Regions from separate parts of the Sus scrofa genome. Here region 1 is linked to region 2. Evidence: chromatin contacts called from public HiChIP or PLAC-seq data. All regions are on one chromosome and are shown on one strand. Each heading gives the region's core, a stretch centred on a gene start, on an enhancer-like site or on the middle of the called end of the contact. The rest is flanking DNA. Distances are from core to core; before and after follow the strand shown.

Region 1 (6,750 bases), core at 108-2,607, 180 kb before region 2:
CACATAAATCCTGGCTCCATCATTTCTGTCTAGTCTTCGCCTGAATGCTCCCAGTGACAGAGTTCTATTTTAAAACAAGCTCTAATTGTTAGACAGTCCTTCCTTATATGTGCAGCTGCAAAAAAGAATGAGGAAGTTCTCATTGTCCTGATGTGGAGAAACCTCCAAGATATACTATCAAATGAAAGGAAAGGGACAAAAAAATGTTATTGAATAATGTTGCGCCATATAGTATCTTTAGGATGTTTTAAAATGAGAAAAAATAAGAACTATGTTCATAGCTGCTTATATGTGCATCAAGGAACGCTGAAAGAATATACAAGACACTTAAAAAAGTAAAGTTTACTTAAGGGGATTCAGGAACAATGAAGCAGAGGATGATGGGAGTAAAGAAAGCTAACACGTACATGGAAGTTACTGCCTGCCAGGAGCTACTCTGTGTTCTTTACATGCGGGAACCCATTTTATCTTCACAGCAATCCTGCCTCATTCTTCCTATTTTTCAGATGAGGATGCTGGGGCTCAGAGAGGTTAAGTAAATTGCCTAAGGTCACACAGCCAGTGAGCAGCAGGAATGCCATACAAATCGAAGCAGCATGACTTCAGAGACCATGCTCTAAGGACCCTGCCAAACATTCCCTTTCAGAGTACAAGGGGGAGAGGGAGCCTTTTCCCTGCATTTGTATTTGCTTTTCTACTTTTGTTAGTTTGGTTGGCTGGTGGGTTAGTTGGTTAGTTAGTTGGCTGTTTTCCTTTTTTAACCATGTGAGTGTATTATATAGTGCTAAATAAAATTTTCTCGGGTTGCTATGAGGAAGCAATGTGACCAACTGGGGGTTGGGTCTTGGGGGCAGAGTTTGAAAAGATCCTTCCCAAAAACATTCCAGAATACCACTGTGCTCTTAAGCATGAGGCCCCAAACCAGTCTCTAACACTGGTCTGACCAACATAACTATTAACTCTCTTGTTTTGAGGACTGTAGTTCTACTAAGACAGCCTCTGTTTACACCTGCTTTTTCAGAATTCTCATTCCTCCATTGCAACTAACTGAAATGTCCTACATCTCTGCCCAAGTCCTTCTGCCAGCTCAGCACTTCTCCATTCCTGCCTGGCACAGTTGTTTCCTAAGCCTGTGTCTAGGATGTTAAATCTCTTCCCATTAAACTTTCTCTTGTTCGTTGGTTTGACCCATTGGTCCAGCCTGCCTCCATTGGCTCCTGGCTCCATTTCCCCCAGTAGTCAAGATCCTTCCCAGCCAGACAGGTTTCCATTTGACAGAGAAGGAGACTTCCTCCCTAGAGAGGGGACTTGCTGGTGGGGAAGAATGACTCAAGGGCCTTTTCCAGGAAGCCCTACTGTCACAGCCCAGTGCCTTTGGAAGACTCCACCCTGCAGGCATTGCCAAGGCTGCCTCCCAGGTGTCCAGCTCTAGCGCCTCCTATAGGAATTGGGAAAGAGTGCATAGGATAGTCTCCATGTGCATGGCACATGTTCAAAGTTGGCTGGTGATTATAGCGGCTTAAGCCATCATGTTCTAGATTAGCTGCTTGGGATTTTCTGAAGCTTGTGCCGAAATCAGAGATGCCATGGGGATGACATCTTCCTTATCTGTGGAGTGATGTGATGTGGAGTTATTCAACAAGCAATCCCCAGAGAACACAGACCAAGGAACCGGTCCAGGAATTCCACTCTCGTCAGCCTGCCCGCCTGCCATATGTGCAGGTTGAAGTGTGTGTCGACGCTCTACCTGTCTTCTCTCCAAGAGATGGGATCCGACAGCTATTTCAAGGATGAGTCAAAAAAAAAAAAAAAAAAAAAAAAAAACGGGGGGATGCCCATCTAATCCGTATGCTAGGAGCCATGCTGGATTTGGCAAAGTGAGTGGAAAAAGCAAGATTCCCCAGGATAAATTCATCCGTGGTCATGAAGATCCCGGAAAACAGGGCAGGGGAGATAGCAAAAACTCAATTGGGTTGATCCAAATGGCTCCAGGACCATCGTCCATGGGAAAAGGCAGGAAAACACAGCAGTGAGTGAACCCTCAAGGGCTGAAAATGCCTTGGAAATGAGGTGACTCCAATCAGACTCAAGGCCAGCCCTGTGCAAAGGTCATGATGGGTTCGTTTGAGATGTGAGACACACCTCAGAATCTGGAACCAAGCCTCAGATGCCCTTAGGAGTTTTAGCTTCACTGGGTGGGGTGAAACTTACAGTGACAGCCTATTAACCTAGACCCCAAGCTTGTGATCTCCAGTTCTGACCCTGGAGGGGCTCTTGAACTTTACGTAAGCAGGGAATACCTCTGTTTCCCCCTCTTGGTGATAACATTTGGGAAGGTAGAAGGCCAAATAAGAGAGGTCGTTAATAACCCCCACCCTGCCTGCCGAACTGATGGTGTCCTATAAATACAGAGATGATAACATCAGGCAAGTCTTCCAAATTCCTTCGAGAATGTCAGAGAATAAATAGGAAACTTTGTTACTGCCATTACCATGAAATGCAAAAAACTGCCTGCGGGGGTGTGTTTTCTGAAATCCCACAACACAGCTTTTTTCTCATCCGTGTAACCATCTTCACCTTGTCAGAACACTTAACAGAAAGTCCCCAGGACTCCATCATGGGCAATTAAACCTCTGGAAAAGTAGAAAGGCCTGGAAAATATGCCCTTCTGACCCCAAACCCAGAAGCAGGTTAGTGCGAGAAGCTATCCCAACTGGGTGCAGCTGGCACCCCTTAACGGATAAAACTGGTTCCAGGAATGAGTCATACTGATTATACCCTTGGGACATCATTCATAAATATCATCTGTCCCCAAAGACTTCCAAAACACAGGAGTCATGGCAGAACACACACGCATATATACATGTAAGCAAGGTTTCTAACAATCGGGCCATTGTTCAGAGTAGAGAAACCAGGCACACCCTTTATCTAAGATAAAAAGAAAATGCAAAAGCAATCAAATTAAATCTATCTTGCCCAACCTGAAAAACAGCACTTGGATTAGAACTACTGTCTATGGTCCCTTTTCCACCACCATTTCTGGGAGCATTTCAACGAGAAGAATACTTTCTTTGGGCCACCCCCCACCCCTACCCCCAGCCAGCCCGCTGGCCCCAATGAGGAAGTGTTCTCAGCCACTTGTTACCCAGGTTCCTTTCCGTCACTATCCTCCCCAAACTGGTCTCATCCTCATTCAAGGAGCCCAACACCTGGTTAACTAAATTTTCTCCTTTCCTATAAAATATGTTCTCAGAGAAATAGCTCTCTCTCTCTTTTTTTTTTTTTTTTGGCAGGGAATAAAACGTCAGACATGTTAATTGCAACATTTCCAGCACGTGTTAATGTTTGGCAATGGGGTGAGGCAAAGGGGTGGTGTATACCATCCACTCTGACGCCCCCAAGGAACTATCTGTGATTCATCACTTCAAGGGATTCCCTCCCACCTCCCACTTCCCACTTCCATCCTGCACAGAATGGAAAGCCTACAAAAGGCTAGCCCTAGGCAATGGCCCCTTGGTCCCATTCCACCATTTTATCCAAAGCAAAACTCCCCCAAGGATGCCTTTCTACAGTACAACCTGGGAAGAGTCAGAAGACCACAGGGCAAATGGCTGGGTGCTGAATGTATTATCTTTGCTGAGCCTGCAGCCTGGGGGTAGAGGAGGGTAGGTTTCAGGCACTCCACACCCCCTTGGTGTCCTCAGTGGGGCTCAGGGACCTTCTGCCGGCTCACCATGGGGAGATGCACAGAGAACTCTGTCCCCACAGCCCCTCCCGCTCCTCCTCTCTCCGTCACATTTCAGGAGTTGGGAACTAACCAGAGCCCTATCCATTCATGTGCAAACCCAGGGGTGCCCATGACCCTGACACCCATACCCTTGTAGAGCATCAACGTTAAAATAAAAATGATCTGCTTCCAACAGAAATTGACAGAGAACATTGTACATCAACTACAATAGAATTTTAAAAACAAATCCTATGCAGTTATAAAAACTTATCAATTACGACAAGTACATCAGCATTCTTATCCTCTATGGACTCTACTACCAATGGCAGACTCAACATCTAGGTTCTAAATACCTGACATCAATGTTCATAAGGAAGTTCATTTATTAATGTGTAATTTACCATCTGTTATATAAATACAGTATTAACTATAAAATAGATTTCACTATTAATATCAAAAAAATAAAATAGAAATGATGCTCCCCCATGCCTGCCCTTTAGAGGGCATCTGATAACCAACCTCCCATTGGATACCCATCTTCTAATTGCCCCCCAGAAGCTGTCACCCCAAGTAGAAATCCTTCTGGCATTGATTCTGCATATTCCAAACATGCATGCAAAGAGAGAGGCAGAGAGAGGGACAGAGAGAAGCAGAGTTTCACACGTCACCAGGGCTGGAAGACACCTCCTTAGAATAAGCCCGGGCAAGCCACTCATTGTTTTTTTTAATTTTTTTCAGTGGTTATAGGTCTGTTGAATATTCTGGTATTTATTCTGAGTCAACTCTGGTAAATTACTTTACTAGGAAATTATCCATTTAAATTTTCAAATGTATGGCATAAAATGATTCAAGATTGCCCTGTGCTTCTGTTCCTTTTTCCATCATTTGCTCATGCCTTCTGTCCTTTCTTGCTTCATTTTGCCACAGATTTGTCTTTTCAGAGGACCAGCTTCTGCCTTTGTCAATCCCCTCTTGAATCTTTGCTTCTGTCCCTTTAATCCCTGCTCACGCTTGTACTCCGCCTTCCTTCTCGTCTCATCCTGACTCTTGCATTTCTCTTAACTTCCTGAGTTGGACACTTCGCTCATTAATATAAGGACTTTTTTTGTTTTCCAGTTGTAATGCCCACTCTCACCCAGGTGATCACATGACCACAGTAAGCCTCCCTTACTCCCATGTCTTGTCCCTGATTTTAGGGGATCAACTTCACTAATGAGAACATGAGACAAGAAATATGGAACAGCTGGCTGGCAGACCAGGGTCAGACATGTCTCTATAGGGGGGTTCCTCATGGTAATCCAAAAGCTGGACTCTCTCTCTCTCTCTTTTTTTTTTTTTTTTTTGCTTTTTAGGGCCGCACCCACAGCATATGGAGGCTCCCAGGCTAGGGGTCCAATCGGAGCTCTATCTGCCGGCCTACACCACAGCCACAGCAACACCAGATCCCAGCCAAGTCTGCAACCTACACCACAGCTCATGGCTATGATGGATCCTTAACCCAGTGAGTGAGGCTAGGGGTCGAACCCCCAGCCTCATGGTTACTAGTCAGATTCTCATGCACCGAGCCACAACAGGAACTCCTGATCTCTCATTTCTTAAAAGAGGGCATTGAAGCCAGAGAGAGAAATGGCTTGACAAAGGTCAATGGCAAATAAGTGACAAGTCGGACATCAACCCAAGGCCCTCTGTCTCTTTTCCATGCTGTCTCCGTTAGAAAAGCAAGTGGTAAGCGTATAAGCATTAACTCTGCCTCCATAGCATTAGATGATCTTTGACTCTCTAGTTTTCTATCTGTTGGAAGTATGACACTTCTTTGGGCCATCCCAAACATTAAAAGAATTGCTCGTGTTTAAGTTGGGAGTGTGTGCGTGTGTGTGCTATTGTTGGTGATCATCACTGAAAGACTGTCCTTGCTCATGGTGGAGTCTGACTGAGGTCAAGGTGTCTTAATCTGCCCGATTAATGATTTCAGCATTTAACACCCAAAAGGAGCCCAAAGGTGAGTTTCTCATTGACAAGTAAGTGACTCTCAGTTCTTCAAATGATGTCCATGGATATAGCCGGTCTCCGTAGGATTTAATAGGAGGAGAAACTTTTCTGGGGTTTTGATACCATGTGTCTGGAATCAGAAAGAATGGACTCATATTGTTTTGGGGCCAACTCTATGCCAAATAGTTTCACAGGCGTTTTCCATTATATATATTGTTGAGGGAAGATTTTTAGTTATCCATTTGATTTCTTTCATTGTTATAAATCAATTCAGATTTTCCGTTTCTTTTTTTTCTTTTTTCTTTGTTTGTTTGTTTGTTTGTTTGATTTGTTTTGTTTTGTTTTGTTTGTCTTTTGTTTTTTTAGGGCTACGCCCGTGGCATGTGGAACATCCCAGGCTAGGGGTCAAATTGGAGCTGTAGCTGCCAGCCTACACCACAGCCACAGCAACGTGGGATCCAAGCCACATCTGCAACCTACACCACAGCTCACAGCAATGCCAGATCCTTAACCCACTGAGCAGGGCCAGAGATTAAATATCAGTTGGGTTCATTAACCACTGAGCCACAACGGGAACTCCCAGATTTTCTATTTCTTCTCGAATTTGTTTTGGTATCATTTCTAAGAATTTGTCCATTCTATCAGACTTGTCTAATTTGTTGGCATAAAATTGTCCCCAGCATCCTCCTTAACCCTTTACTTTCTGTAGGGTTGTTACTAATTTTGGTAATTTGTGTCTTCTCTCCCTTCATTCCTTGGCTACATGTTTGTCAGTTTTATTGATATCTTCAAAGAACCAACTTTTTGTTTCATTATATTTCTCTATTGTTTTTCTTTTTTATATTTCCTTTACTTCCACTCTATTCTTTATTCTATTTTCCTCCCTCTGCTTGTTTTACACTGAGTTTACTCATAATTTTCTAGTATCCTAGGGTATAAGCTAAAATTATTAACTTGGGGTCTTTTTTTCTTTTCAAATATAGACATTTAAAGTTATAAATTCCCTCTAGAAACATTTGTGGAATGGTGGAATA
Region 2 (6,705 bases), core at 3,488-5,987:
GTATCCACACGTAGCATTTACCCATCATGTCCATGCCTTGGGCTCTTCGGAGGAAAGGAAGAACCAGGGGGAAACCGCAAGTCAAGAAGTTAAGGGCTCCTGAGTTCCCGTTATGGCTCAGTGGTTAATGAATCCGATTATGAACCGTGAGGTTGTGGGTTCGATCCCTGGCCTTGCTCAGTGGGTTAAGGATTAGCGTTGCAGCATTGCTGTGGCTGTGGCGTAGGCCAGCAGCTACAGCTCCGATTAGACTCCTAGCTTCGGAACCTCCATAGGTCTCGGATGCAGCCCTAAAAAGACCCCCCCCAAAAAATGTTAAGGGCTCTTTGGCAGCAACACGGATGGACTTGGAGAGCATTCTGCTAAGTGAAGCAGTCAGACAGAAAGGCAAATACTGTATGATATCACTTATACATGGAATCTGAAACAATTCAGCAAACTAGTGAATAAAACAAAAAGGAAGCAGACTCACAGAGAGAACAAACGAGTGGTTACTAGTGGGGCGAGGGGCAATATAGGGGTAAGGGAAAAAGAAAAGGGTTAATATGGGATTAGGTGAAATCACATGCATAAAACTTTTGAAAACTGTATAGCACTACAGATTTTAAAGACTCTTTCGTGCAATAAAAAAAATTGATTTCCCACTTAAAAAAAAAAAAAAGTTCATGCCTTTTCTACTCATGCCTCCCACCAAAGACTGAAACTCATGCCTGCGGCATCAAGAGTACAGCATGAAGCTTACCGAGGGTTTTGCAAATCATCTTCACAAACGGCAAGAACGCGAACACAAGAACTGGGTCCAGCCTGGATCAAAGAGCCTGCAAACAATCCTTCTGCCATCCCTCCATCCAACACACTTTACGTGGCCCCCATCTTCCTGCTCATGGGACCAACCTCTATAAAAGCATCCACCACTGACAAATAAGCAAGGGTCAAAGGCCAGCCACCATCAAAAGCCTATTCCTTCACCCAAAGAGGGTGAAGAGGAGTGGAGAATAAAAGCCAGCTGCTGCAGACACCAGCTAGAATGAGGAAGAGAAAATGCCAAGCCTGTCACTCTCACCAGCTTTTACCAGGCTGCAGACCGGTCTCACAACTGGGTGGAACAGCAGGGGAGAAAAATGAGCCGGTTCCATGGGGAGGCGTCTCTGTTCTGATTAAGTCTGTTACCTTCCATTGATAAGGGAGAAACATCTGCCACCAGAAGCGCCACCAAGAATACAGAAGAATAAAATGTTCTCTGAAGAATTCCAAATGTGCTGATGCACTGGGCATAGGTGAGGAAGAGCAAGCAGGGAAAGAAAAGAGTTTGGCTGCAGGATGGAAGCCTGACAAGCTGGGCGAAGCAGGGTGCTGTGACAGTCCCAGAAACATGCACACGCATAAGCACGCACACACACAATACCCTGTGCATCCAGATAAGCTCTCACTCACCTAAGTGCCAGCCCTACTGGAGTCACAAAAGAAGCCGAGCAGAGCAGAGGTGCAGCCTTGCAGTCAAAGCCTGCAGGAAAAGAGCTGGCTGGTGGGAAAGAAAAGGCAGGCCTTCCCACCAGGTCAGGACAGGGAGCTGGTCAGCAGTGACTGGTAGCATCCCAGCACAGACGACAGGGAGCTCCCGTCGTGGCGGATGGGAAATGAATCCTACTAGTATCCATGAGGATGCAGGTTCAATCCCTGGCCTTACTCAGTAGGTTGGGGATCCAGCGTTGCCGTGAGCTATGGTGTAGGTCGCAGATGTGGTTCAGATCCCACATTGCTGTGGCTATGGGTATAGCTCTGATTCAACCCCTAGCCTGGGAACTTCCATATGCTGAGAGTGCAGCCCTAAAAAAGCAAAAAAGGAAGACAGATGACAGCTTTGGTCACTCCTCAAAAGTAACTATGACTTAGAGTGCATACAAAACCCATGTATGTTAGGTATCAGGTTTGCGAGCGTGCTGGCAAGAAAGAATTTTGTAAGCTGGGTGACAGAAAGTATAAAACCTCCAGGCTTGTTCGTTTGAGGATTTATAAGATTCTTCGGCTACAGACCTGGCATGTGGCCGAGCAAGGGAAACAACCTCTTTATGTTCAAACATCTAACGTTCTTCTCAGCATTGATCTGGCTTGGCTAAATACTGACTTGCTGATATAAAACACCACTCTTTTTTTTTTTTTTTTTTTTTTTTTTTTTTTGTCTTTTGTCTTTTTTTTGTTGTTGTTGTTGTTGTTGCTATTTCTTGGGCCGCTCCCGCGGCATATGGAGGTTCCCAGGCTAGGGGTTGAATCGGAGCTATAGCCACCGGCCTACGCCAGAGCCACAGCAACTCGGGATCCGAGCAGCATCTGCAACCTACACCACAGCTCACGGCAACGCCGGATCGTTAACCCACTGAGCAAGGGCAGGGACCGAACCCGCAACCTCATGGTTCCTAGTCGGATTCATTAACCACTGCGCCATGACGGGAACTCCTAAAACACCACTCTTAATTCATCTGATATGTACTGAATCAGTCCAATTCAGAGTGAAGCTACTATCACTGAAGCTTGGAGTCACCTTGTAGAACTTGCAATGTCTCCCAGATTCAAAAAGTCAGGAGATGTTTCGGGAGATGGTAACTCACACATTTATGTCAGGAGTTCCAGCTGTGGTTCAACAGTAAAGAACCCAACTAGGAACCATGAGGATTTGAATTTGATCCCTGGCCTTGCTCAGTGGGTTAAGGATCCAGCATTGCCATGAGCTGTGGTATAGGTCATAGATGGGGCTTGGATCCCATGATGCTGTGGCTGCGGTATAGGCCAGCAGCTGCAGTACCGATTCGACCCTTAGCCTGCAAACTTCCATATTTCACAGGTGCAGACCTAAAAAGACCAAAAAAAAAAAAATTATTTCTCCTGGTAGGACATTTACCATCTAAGTACCCATGGAAGTTGGTGGTCCAGTGAACCACCACCCCCATCGTTCATATCTTTATGGGGTTTCATCCCCTTGAATCGAGGCTGCACCTGTATCTTGCTTTAACCAACAGAATATGGAGGAAGTAACTCCATGCTGGTTCTGAGCTTCGAGAAGCCTTAGAAAAGCCAGAAAGCTCCCACTTTTGCACCTGAGGGAGCCCCAAGATGAAGTCAGACTCGGTCAGGGAGGCCACATGGAAAGGGAGAGGCTCTGGGACTATAGAAGAGAGAGAAGGCCAGCTGTCCCATTATCTCAGCTGAGCCCAACCTTCCAGCCACCCCACCAAGGCATCAGACGTCAGAATGAAGCCATCAGGCATGTTCCAGCACCAGCCACCCTTTTACAGCAGCCACAAGAAAGACCCCAAGAAAGACTGCTGAAAACCCATCTAGAGGCACTCCAGTCACTCCCACAGAATCATGAGAAATAATAAAGTGGTGGTTGTTTTAAGCCATCCCGTTTGGGGATGGTTTGTTACATGGCAGAAGCTAACTGAAAAAGCAGCAAGAGAATGAAAAGGATTCTGACTGTGTAAGGTGCCTTATGCTGCCATGGTCCACACAGCCAATAATATACACTTTCCATCCGTCCTCTTCCCTCACTCAGAACCACTATAATAGAAATTATAAACTGGAGTTCCCATTGTGGCTCAGCAGGTTAAGAACCCAACTAGTATCCCTGAGGACACAGGTTCGATCCCTGGCCCCGCTCAGTGGATTAAGGACCCAGCGTTGCCACCAACTGTGGTGTAGATCACAGACAAGGCTCGAATCCCACATTACTGTGGCTGTGGGGTAGGCTCGCAGCTGTAGCTCTAAGTGGACCCTAGCCTGGGAACTTCCATATGCCACAGGCGCAGCCCTAAAAAACAAACAAAAAAAAAAATGAAAGAAATTATAAACTGTAAATTGTAAACCAACATTGCTAAGCCAGATTTCACCTCCCTGGAGAAATTCTTTAAATCAGACTGCAGTTGGAACCAAGGGCATAAATGGAATCAAGGAGCCTAATAGAAACTAATGTTTAAAAGAGCTAAGTATCGGACTTCCCCTTGTGGCGCAGCAGAAACGAATCCGACTAGGAACCATGAGGTTGCGGGTTCGATCCCTGGCCTCGCTCAGTGGGTTAAAGATCTAGTGTCGCCTTGAGTTGTGTATAGGTTGCAGACGCGGCAGGGATCTGGCTGTGGTATAGGCCGACAGCTGTAGCTCCAGTTTGTCCAAATCGACCCCTAGCCTGGGAACCTCCATATGCCGTGAGTGCAGCCCTAAAAAGACAAAAATAAATAAATAAATAAAAGAGTTAGGTATCCAAACGCATTACTACTATTGCTGCTGCTGCTCCCCTGACTTCTGCTGGTGAACAGACACTCTTCAGAGCTATCCTGCCAACAGAAGGTCAAAACGCCTCGCCTCCACACAAGACTTACAAATTTGGGATCTTAAGTATGATGTCACATCTTAAAATGATAAGCTGGCAAAGAGAATAAATGGCATTTTGTAGAGATGTGCACCATTCTCATGTTTACGCTACTTAAGATGAAGGTGCTAATAAGTCATCAGCTATGTTCCTTTAAAGGGAAGTTGTATAACTGAGATGAATCATAACTGCAAAAGATCCAAGTTAGAAAACATCAATGATGCCATGGGGTACTTTTTAATCTTGTAATGAGTGATGATCATGTGCTCTTATGAAGTTAGTCCAACGGCCAACGCCAGATGTGTATATGAAGAAAAGGAGTTGTTTGTGATGTGACAGCACAGTTTCAGCTGCCAGAGACAGAAGACACAGAAGGACGAAACCTTTCTGACTTGTGAGTGAAAAGCAAGTCTTGGCAGATGTGTTGATAAGCAGGGGCCTCCGAGGGGGGGGACCCTCGTGCCGTGGCATCCTCTTGCGGACGTGGCTGCAAACAAATAGTGTTGATTGTCCGTTCTGCACAGCTGTCCCCAGGCAGGAGGAATACCTGCTCCAGCGCACTTTATAACACTTATTAGTGTCATTGACGACTGAGCAGAAATAAAGCCATCCACGAGAAAAAAAAAAATATATATATATATATATATTACCCTAGAGAACAGAGCCTAGATGGTATCTGTTTCCTGGAAGCACACAGTAAGCAAAACGACAGCAAGCCTCTGACACCAAGGAAATCGACGTAATGAGCCCCCGCTTGATGCGTGTTTACTACACAACAGTCACTGTGCTGTGCCTTTTACACGCATCATTTAACATCTGCAGCAACGGATGAGGAAGACACTACTGTCGCTCTTCTCACTTTAACAGACGAGGAGACGGAGGCAAAGAGAAGGCAGGGACCTCGCCTCCTGCCTCACAGCTGGTGAACAGTGCAGCTGGGCTTTCAATCCAGACAGCCTGACCCCAAAGCCCACACCCTTCCTCACCATGCTCTTGCTGAGTAAAGCCCCAACCCGTTAACCCAGGACTTGTCTTTGTTTAAAGAGCTCATCCACCAGACCTGGCCTTTTCAGTAGATATCATGATCTTGAGAGGAAGGAGTGAAATTCCATGAACAGGAATCAAGAGTACAAATTAGTCCACTCCTTCAAACCATGACACTAACAAACTGATGTACACTATTTTGGTGACATCGCTACTTACAGAATCGACACGTCGTGGGAGAAGATGCTAAAACAATTGCATTCCTTGTCTTTTTTTTTTTTTCCTCCTCTAAGGAAAGCCTTTTTCTAAAGCCTGCCTCTGTTCATGGTCCATAAAACAAGCCACTTGGAAATCTAGACCAATGGTTGGTAAATCACAACTCGTGGGCCAAAGCTCCCGTTTTGTAAATAAAGTTTTATGAAAACGCAGCCACCACATACACAATGGAATACTACTCGGCCATAAGAAGAACAAAATAATGCCATGTGCAGCCGCATGGGTGGAACTAAGTGAAGTAAGTCAGAAAGAGAAGGACAAATACCGTGCGAAATCACTTATATCTGGAATCTAATATATGGCACAGATGAGCCTAAGTACAGAAAAGAAACAAACTCATGGACATGGAGAACAGACTTGTGGTTGCCCAGGAGGAGGGGAGGGAGTGGGATGGACTGGGAGTTTGGGGTTCATAGATGTAAACTATTAGTGGATACGAAATGAGATCCTGCTGTATAGCACAGGGAACTCTATCTAATCATGTGTGATGGAACATGAATACGAAAAAGAATGTATAGATATGTATAGCTGGGTCACTTTGCTGTACAGCAGAAATTGACAGAGCATTGTAAATCAACTGTAATAAAATTTAAAAAAAAACCCTGCAACCCCACTACTTGTTCACAAATTGGTGAGGCTGCTTGTGAGTTACAACGGCAGAGCTGTGTCCTTGCAACCGAGATCCACGACGTTGAAATCACTTACTCTCTCGCACTTTGTGGAAAAAGTGTGCCAACCCATGTGCAAGAGGATCCTCCACTTAACGTTTTATGCACACCAATCAGCCCAAGTGATACTCAGCATGGCAGGAACTTGAAAATCCTGAGCGTTTTCCACACCTGGGAGTCTCCACATTAAAGAAGAGTACTGAGAAGGGAGCTGCACTTAGCAAACATTCAATGCCCAGGATGGCTAGGAGCAGGGCGGAAGAAAACAGTCCAGGACAGAGAGTCCAGGCTGTAGGGTGAGAAGGTCATGGACACCAGACCCATCCTTATATCCAGACCCCCCGAGTTTGGCCGGTCACCTCGTGATATCAGAGACATGACATCACCTCATCACTGATGTTTGGGGTTCCTGAG

Evidence for each region. HiChIP or PLAC-seq counts read pairs in DNA pulled down with a chosen protein or histone mark.
Region 1: a contact with region 2 is called in an H3K27ac HiChIP or PLAC-seq map of alveolar macrophages. The contact joins two enhancer-like sites. A contact is called at or near these places in 1 of 47 Hi-C or Micro-C datasets (embryonic fibroblasts) and 1 of 2 datasets of contacts at active chromatin or transcription factors (alveolar macrophages).

What each region holds. Positions count from the first base shown.
Region 1 is chr7:40,405,123-40,411,872 of Sscrofa11.1, reverse strand. No RefSeq gene overlaps it. Among named protein-coding and RNA genes, the nearest start is that of SUPT3H, 250 kb to the right of the region's middle. Within about 2 kb of position 1,357, at least 9 of the 83 cell types and tissues checked have an H3K27ac peak or open chromatin away from gene starts, as enhancers often do. A contact at or near this core is called in alveolar macrophages, where this site is marked.
Region 2 is chr7:40,224,758-40,231,462 of Sscrofa11.1, reverse strand. All of the region lies in intron 5 of RUNX2 (runt-related transcription factor 2), which reads right to left. Among named protein-coding and RNA genes, the nearest start is that of SUPT3H, 67 kb to the right of the region's middle. Within about 2 kb of position 4,737, at least 10 of the 83 cell types and tissues checked have an H3K27ac peak or open chromatin away from gene starts, as enhancers often do. A contact at or near this core is called in alveolar macrophages, where this site is marked.